2 separate regions of the Mus musculus genome follow, and region 1 is linked to region 2. The links are chromatin contacts, called in public Hi-C maps. All regions are on one chromosome and are shown on one strand. Each heading gives the region's core, a stretch centred on a gene start, on an enhancer-like site or on the middle of the called end of the contact. The rest is flanking DNA. Distances are from core to core; before and after follow the strand shown.

Region 1 (4,218 bases), core at 1,102-3,601, 160 kb before region 2:
TAATAGCTAGAAACCATTAAAGGCCAAAGAGATACCCTATCTCAAGAAAAGACAGACAGCTCCCGAGGAACAAAACTTGAGTGGATCTCTTAGTATCTACGTGCATATACAGATACATGTGCAATACCAACATGAACATATAAATGTATGCACACATGCAGACATTATTAAAAAACTCCATTGAAAGCTAGAAAAGGCATACTGAAAAGATTCAGTTTTCCACACATATTCTTTTATTTTTATTAGATATTTTCTTTATATATATTTCAAATGCTATCCTGAAAGTTCCCTATACCCTCCCCTCGCCCTGCCCATCCTCTCCGGCTTCTTGGCCCTGGCATTCCCCAGTACTGGTGCATATAAAGTTTGCAATACCAAGGGGCCTCTCTTCCCAGTGATGGCCGACTAGGCCATCTTCTGCTACATATGCAGCTAGAGTCACGAGCTCTGGGGTACTGGTTAGTTCATATTGCTGTTCCACCTATAGCGCCCAAGGAGCTGAAGCGCTCTGCAACCACACATATTCTTAAGAAGGAGTAATTGTAATGCACAGCAGATCTCTAGCATTTCTGTACCGAGTTAAATGTAGCAGATACAGCTGAGATATCCTCTGTGCCTAACACCTAGTCCCTTGAGTCTAGTCCTGGCTCCTCTATTCTGTCTTGTTGATGTATCCATTTCTCTATTATCTATCTACTCATCTATCTATCTATCTATCTATCTATCTATCTATCTATCTAGCTAGCTAGCTAGCTATCTATCATCAATACCACATTTTCTTGACCCCTGAAGCTTTAGAAGAAAATCCTAGAGTCAGATCATATCCCCTTCCAACTTTGTTCTTATCCTCCATGACTAAGCGCACTATTTTGGATCTTGTTTCTTTCCATATAAAACATCCCAGTCCATTCTTTAGTATTCACTGTTATTTCCGGGTATGAAATATCCCTCATAGGCTCTTGTGCTTGGACTGTAAATCTTCAACTGGCGGCACTGCTTGGAAACCCCACTGGAGGAAGTTGGCCCCGCATCCAGCTTTCACCATGCCTTCCTTTCTTCCCTCTAGGATGGATTCTATTCCCCTGGATCTGTGCATCAGATAAACCTTTGCTTCCCTGAGTTGCTTCTGTCCTGGTGTTTTATCACAACAACAGGGAGGAGCCAACACAGCCAGAAAATAACTTACTAGATTATCCACATTGGATGCACAGATAGAACTAAGGAGAATTCACAGCCTGACACTACTCTTTTCCTACCTATGGGCATATAACTCCATTTATTTACCTTTATTTGATATGTTTATCAGAATTTTAAAGCTTTACCCAGAGCCTAAATTTTATCAGATGGACTTAATTTTGGAAGACAATATTACTATTATTTCTATTAATTTCAAGTTTTATTTATTGCTTATATACTATATCTAACAGTAAATAACTTTTGTATAATAAACTCATATTCTATCAATGATAAAATTATTTTAGTTTGAGAAGTTTTATTTATTTATTTATTTTATTACTAAGGTAAGTCCAGCTGAAAGAGTACTCCCACACATACCATTTCCAAGGACAAACCACTTCTGCTTGTTTTCAATGTAGTCTTAAAAGTCGTGACCAGATTTGCTTTCAGATTCTGAAAAGAGACCAGACCCACATTCTTCAGAGAATGCATCTAGCAATGGTCAGGGATGCTCCAGTGCACACAAGACGTCTCAGAAGAGACATCCCTATTCTCAAATTAATGTTCTGTGACATACTGACACAGGACAGAATGGCAACCGTGAAGATATATTGAATTTGGGACTGGTGCCACAATCCAGACAAAAATGGCTACTCTGAAGACTGAAGCAGGACAATTCACTTGAGAACAGGGTTTTGAGGACAATGTGGCAAGACCTCTATCTTAAATAAATAATAAACATAAAACAGAGATAGGTGAGCTCAACTTCAAACCTGCAAGCTTTGGTGACAAACATCCTCCAATCTACAAACTACCAAGAGCATAACTGACTGGGAAAGTATGCTGTGTGAACATGACAATTAAACAGATTATACTCAGCACGACATGAAAAAATCTAGAAACATGTTCTTCACGCATGAACTGCATATCAATAATGCTGGGCCAAGGGTCAAACGTGCCCAGGTGGCCCCAGCTCTGTAGAGCACTGATACCGTTCTATTTCTGAAATGTTTCTCCACATGCTTCTGTCTAATGACTTCAGTTCAATTTTCCTAGTTCTTATTTTGTAGAAGACCTTGATATTTAGACCACAGATTACTGTAAGAGTTACTCCTTAGTTAGATCCATGGTGTTTACTGCCTTCGAAGATTAGGAAACAAACAGATTAAGTCAGAGCCTTCTCATTGTATCTTACAGAATGCACACGTCAAGACACTGTAGTTTGTGTCATCATTCAGGATGAGATATGCAGGAAGGTCAAGGAAGAGCACTACCACAGATAGGAATACAGCCTTCCTGACTGAAAAGAGAAAACAAACAGGCACTTCTGCTCCCAAGGTCACACAATACAATACTTAAAAAAAGAAAGAAAAAAAGACACTTGGGACAAAAACTGGGGACCATCTGCTTAAAGGAGTTTAACAGCTACCAATGAATACATCCAAAACTGGGCCTACAGATAGGACCTAGACCATGAACTCAAACTACCAAGCCTTGTGGCACATCAGAGAAAGAAATATACAATATAATGAGAATGTATGGGTGAAGTAAATGAAGACAAAAGAGGAATGGTGAGTTTTGCATGAAAATAATGTAGAATCGTGTCAGTACATAAAACAATGGTTTCTTGTCTAATTAAAGGAAACAGAGGAAGGGGGAAACAAAATTCCGTATCTTTTATGCTGAACTTGAGATAGAAATCAGATTGCCAAATAAGTTCTATATATTCCATGTTTGAAACATGAATTTGAGAGTCTTTCCTAGACAGTCAGTAAAATAAACCAAAAGACTAAGAAGAAAGCAATACAGGGGGCCGGAATTTTTGAACAACAATTTTGATACAATGTTACCAGTAGGGAGTAAACACAGACTTTAACACGCTTTCAGGTTAGAGTCCCACATTAATTTTGTTAGTTGTGTTTAAGGATTTTGTTGCCAAAGTGGAGAACCAAGGAAGAGGTTTCTGTTAGTTAAATAGTGGACACGGTTGCTATGGGCCACTTATTTCTGCAGAATCTCACTAAAATACTAGTGAATAACACACTTCAAATGAAAGAAATCAACAACAAAAAGCACAGCAAATACTTTACTAAAAAAAAAAAAATAGAAATACAGGTGATCAAGGAACCTTTTTAAAAGGCCTAAAGAGCCTGGCAGTGTTGGCGCACGCCTTTAATCCCAGCACTTGGGAGGCAGAGGCAGGCAGATTTCTGAGTTCAAGGCCAGCCTGGTCTACAGAGTTCCAGGACAGCCAGGGCTATACAGAGAAACCCTGACTCAACAAAACAAAACAAAACAAAACAAATCAACCCAAAAAACAAAAACAAAAACAAAAGGCCTGAAGAAAAGAGCTGAAGACAAGCTTCAGCAGCTGAGAGCACTCACTTTCGGAGACAAGCTCAGCTCAGTTCCCAGCACCCACATCCCTTTCCAGGAAACACAATGCTTTCTGGCTTCTGTGAGTACATGCACATATGCAGTACACAGGCTCAGCAACACAGGGAGGAAGGGGGGGGGGATGCTGCAAAGTCTTCTAGTTCTTTACCATTCACCCCAGACATGTTCTTTATTCCCTAAACCAGCACTGAATATAACTGACACTAGAAGACTGATGCTAACATTTTTCTAGTGAATATGGAAACAACCTAAAATGCCCTCCTTAGATGAAGCATTACAAGAGTGACTTCTTATTAAGCAAAGTTAGGAGAAGCTGAAGCATCTAGCCTGGAGCTGCTAAAATCCAAGGCCAAAAGGAAATTCTCTCAAATGCAAGGGACACAAGAGAAGTAATACACACAGCCATACTTTCACAGAAAACCCATCATGTCTAACAATATAATTAACTTATGGTTAGAAAACCAGGATTTATGGTATGCCCTAATTCCTTTCATGTGCCTATGTAAACATGATGCATGCCCATGTGTGTTCGCGTGCATGCGTGTACACACACACACACACATACACACACACACACAGAGGAAAGAAGAAAAAAGGTTGTAGAAAATACTTTAGAGGGGAAAAGAAAAATCGTCATCTAGAGAG
Region 2 (4,392 bases), core at 711-3,210:
TTCAGTGAACTAGTCAACACTTAACACCTTGTTTTCTAAGTGTTTTCGCCACACATCAAGTCAATTACCTCGAAATGGGACTTTAAAGTTAAGAAGCTACGGAGTTATTCTAGTTTGTCCTTGGTAACAAACATAACTTGGAGATGCTTGCAAAACACACACACACACACACACACACGCACACACACACACACGCACATGCACACACCACTTGACACCACTTGACAATAATGCTTTAGACCAAGTTTGAGGTATTTCTGTGAATGAATTATGAAAGAACTCGACAACTCATTTACTTCTTTAAAAAAAAAAAATCAAAATGGCCACTTGATTTGGGAATTTTCCATAACCGTGCAGAACAGGGAAAAGTTTGGAGTCTAACGTTCCCAAACTCTAAAAATATGGCTACAGAGGCTTCTTCGATGGTTCTGAGTTAATAGCCTCATGTACACCATGCTCAAGTATCAGTTTCAGGACAAAACAGACAGAAGTAAGTTCTGGAAGGTCAATTAAGTTTTACTGTAAGTTTTTCTATGCATTGTTTGGAAGTTTCCTAGCCAAGAGGCTATTATTAACTAAGGAGTGGAGTCTCCTGGGAATAGATGCCTGAGAATGTGACAATCAGAAATCAGGTATGCCATGACACTTCCTTCCACAGTCCTGATTTGTCTACTCCTTCTGGCCCCTAACTTACTTCAAGATAGGAAGAAAAAAAAAAAAGTGAACGCCATGCATGTTTGCTGTCCTCCAGCCCACAGCTGGGTTTTCTACCAGGACGCCAGCAGCCCAACACTTCAGGCACTCAACGCAGTTCTAAACATTTTTTTTCTTATTATTCTGGTTTGTTTTGTTTTGTTTTAATGTTACACGGAACCACATCACGCTCACGCACCATCAGCTGAGAGAGCTTACACTTTCACTTAAATCAGCTCCAAAACTCGCTTCCTGGCCCAGCAGGCACGCATGCATGCATGCATGGCCCATGCAGGCAAACAAGAGAGGAGTGTGGTGCCTGTGGTTTGGGTTGGTTTTTGTTTTTGTTTTTTGTTTTTTGTTTTTGTTTTTTCCTTTATTTCTTTCTTTCCTTTTTGGAAAGCGTTGACAATGTCCTTTTTACCCATAAACACCCTCCCCTCTCCCCTAGCTGCACACCCCGCTCCCTCCCACCGCCAATTCAAGCACGAGGGGGCGGGGGCGGCGGGGGCGAAGGGGGCCGCCGGGGATTCAAAAACCTGCCCTCACAAAAGACAAACATAAATAACACCAACTTGAGAGGCAGCCGATTGATTTTCCCCAGCCCGGTTCGGGACGCCATCCCTCGGCCCCCGGGGCAGGGCCGGGAGAGCAGGTGACGCCAGGCGCTAAGGCAGGAGGAGGTCGCAGTCTAGCCTGGTGCCAAGAAGCACCTGAAGTCCTAACACATTGGCGGCGGCTCCGGGCCGCTGCCAGGCGGATCCCGGTCTGTGGCACCGGGGGAGAGACGAGCTCGCCGGCCACACTGGAGCGGAGGGAGAGCAAAGGCTAGGGTGACAATCACACGAATGCCTCTGCTTTTCCTCCCAGTGTGCCGGGGAAACAATAGATCCCGCAGAGGATCAAGCCTCCCTCCTCACCCTGGCGCTCCCGGACCGCAGTCCACCCCCACCCGCCCGCGGGTCCGCCTTTGTGCACGCCGCCGCGTCCCCGCGCTCCCGCCGCCCCGCCACCCGCACGCCGCCCCCTTACCGAGCGGCCCGGGCGGGAGGTCGGACTCCTTCGGCGCTCTTCCCCCCCGCCCCCCCGTGACCGTGCGGGGCTCGGCGCCGACCGTGTGCCCTCCGCCCGCTCGTCACGGCGCGGCGCGCGCGGCGGCCGCCTGCACTCGCGCCTCGGCCCCCCACGCGCGTCTTGCCCGCGCGGGGCGGCCCCGGGACGCGCGCTGCGCTCCCCCCACCCCCACCCCCCACCTCCACCCCAGCCATGGCGGCCCGGCCTGGGGACCCGACGCGCAAGCGGGCACCCTCGCCTGCGGCCTGGGATCGGGGACGCCGCTCGGCCCACGTGCGGGGCCCCCCACGCCGGGCCCTGAGGCCCGCGAGGCCCGATGGACTTAGGGATCAGGCCGCGGGGATGAGGAGGGCCCCGGGGTAACAGGTGCCTCACCTCGGCTGATGGGATTAACTCTAGGGCCGCAAAGAGAGGGAGCCCAGCAGCGAAATCCCAGGAGAGGGAGAGAGGGAGCCTCTGGCGGCCAACGAAGGGCGAAAGGCACCGGCCCGAGGCAAGGCCGCCCCACCCCCAAGACCGTGGGCGAGGGGGCTCTGGCACTTAGGGCAAGGCCTGTGCCTTCCAGATGCTGAGGACCCCACAGTCTGTGGTTAAGTCTGTGACCCCAGGCATCCAAGGCCTGGCCATGGCCTGGGCTGGCCTAGAAGGCCAAGACCTAGGCCCTAGTCTACTCTACTGTGGTGTCCACTGGGATGATCCAGCTGACCCTCAAGGCCACACTACTAGAAGGAAAGGGATGAAGAGGACTTTGGACTTTTCTTCTTGTATATCTTTTCTGTTCACACTCACTGGTTTTGCCCTGTTAAAAACTCTCACTACACCCTCTCCTCCCAAATAATGTGACAGGTTCCATACTCTTCTCCTTCATACAAAATGGACTTTGATGGTCAATATAGACCATTGATGTATCCAAAAGCCTTGTAGGGCACAGGTACCATTTTTGAAGAGTCAAAATTGTGTTTTTGCCACACGTATGTGAGGTGCACACATAATCCCAACACAGCCAAGACAGGAGAATTGAGTTTGTGGACACCCTATAATCCAGCCATTGTCTGGAGATACAGAAACAACAGCTGACCAATGGTGGCGCACGCCTTTAATCCCAGCAGAGAGGCAGAGGCAGATGAATCTTAGAGTTTGAGACCACCCTGGACAACAGAGTGAGTTCCAGGACAGCCAAGGCTATTCAGAGTAACCGAATCAGGAAAATAAAAATAAATATATAGTAGCAACAATAGCCTGAAATTGTGTGTGTGCATAGAAAAAGCTGCAAGATCGTGTAACCCTCTCAATACAGGCAATCTAGAAAGAGGCGAAAGTACTTAATATTCCATATAGCACTGAATGTTAGATTTAGAATTTCAGTAGCCATGGCAGGGGTCAGGCTACCGCCCTTCAGCCTGTCTGTTCAGTGCTGCCGCTCTTCAGCCTGTCTGTTCCCTAGTCATTTAGATTTTAAAATTCTCAACCTTTGCTTTAATGCAGAATTTTTAGAATTAGCTCGTAGGCTGCAGGATTGAGGCCTGTTAAAGGGTATTTTAGAGTAGATAGAGACACTTAGGGTACGATGAAGGCACACTCCAGAACACAGCTGGGCATTCTCTGAGGCTTTCTCTTTGTTTTCCTTCCAGTATATACCATTTCCGATATATATCATTCAGGCCAGTTTTGAAACTATTGTCTTCAAAGGATGAGCAAAGAACTTAAATGAGATACTGGGGTAATCCCACAGGCGTGCCCTCCAGGTTTCAATTGATACTGTAAAATTCTAGATCACCCTAATTTTGAAAGATAGGCTATCTTTACTGTAAACAAATTTCTTGGCCTGTCAAAATAGCTCAGCAGATAAGAGCACTGACTACTCTTCTTCCGAAGGTCCTGAGTTCAAATCCCAGCAACCGTATGGTGGCTCACAATCACCCGTAATAAAATCTGATGCCCTCTTTTGGTGTGTCTGAAGACAGCAACAGTGTACTTATCTATAATAATAAGTAAATCTTCTTTTAAAAAAAAGTTCTTGTTTGAGATTTCTAGAAAATGTCTAGAAAAAGAAATGAGGTACTTCCAAGGTCATTTGTGGCCTGTCCTTAAGCTTGGCTCATAGCTATTTTAACGTGTGTGTGTGTGTGTGTGTGTGTGTGTGTGTGTGTGTGTGTGTTCAACTTTTACAGCAAATGTCACTAATTGTGCTGGAAGTCTTGCCTCTCATTGGTAGAAGTGGACTCAGCTCTGGGATGAATATCTTCTTTTCCTTCCATGTTCCAGTAATTTCCCCCATCTTTATATTCTGCCCTAGAATTATCTTTGCAGATACATTCCAAGCCCTCCCCAACCCCAATTTATAACCAAAATAAAAATGGTACCGAACCATATGTGTGTGTACTTATTCTGCACATACCTAACCACCAAGCTTAATTCAACTAAGCCACAAAAAGTTAGCAATAAAAAAAGGGAAATGAGCCAGGCGTGGTGGCGCACGCCTTTAATCCCAGCACTCGGGAGGCAGAGGCAGGCGGATTTCTGAGTTCAAGGCCAGCCTGGTCTACAAAGTGAGTTCCAGGACAGCCAGGGCTATACAGAGAAACCCTGTCTCAAACCCCCTCCCCCCCAAAAGGGAAATGATAC

What was found. Hi-C and Micro-C count contacts between places; a contact is called where the count stands out from the background.
Region 1: a contact with region 2 is called in a Hi-C map of Sertoli cells, with 2.8 times the contacts expected there. The contact joins the enhancer-like site here to the promoter of Gmfg-ps in region 2. A contact is called at or near these places in 2 of 484 Hi-C or Micro-C datasets (Sertoli cells and granulosa cells), 6 of 115 datasets of contacts at active chromatin or transcription factors (cardiomyocytes, embryonic stem cells, microglia and 1 more) and 3 of 9 other capture datasets (adipose tissue, liver and pancreatic islet).

What each region holds. Positions count from the first base shown.
Region 1 is chr6:5,059,529-5,063,746 of GRCm38.p6, reverse strand. The region is part of intron 4 of Ppp1r9a (protein phosphatase 1, regulatory subunit 9A); the gene reads right to left. Among named protein-coding and RNA genes, the nearest start is that of Gm52886, 7.0 kb to the right of the region's middle. Within about 2 kb of position 2,351, at least 3 of the 459 cell types and tissues checked have an H3K27ac peak or open chromatin away from gene starts, as enhancers often do. A contact at or near this core is called in Sertoli cells and granulosa cells, where this site is marked.
Region 2 is chr6:4,900,782-4,905,173 of GRCm38.p6, reverse strand. It overlaps Gmfg-ps (glia maturation factor gamma-like), which reads left to right and starts at 1,960. Exons shown (of 5, transcript XM_030255708.1): 1 at 1,960-2,126. The coding sequence starts at 1,960. Ppp1r9a (protein phosphatase 1, regulatory subunit 9A) reads right to left here and starts at 2,199. Exons shown (of 16, transcript NM_001363809.1): 1 at 2,143-2,199.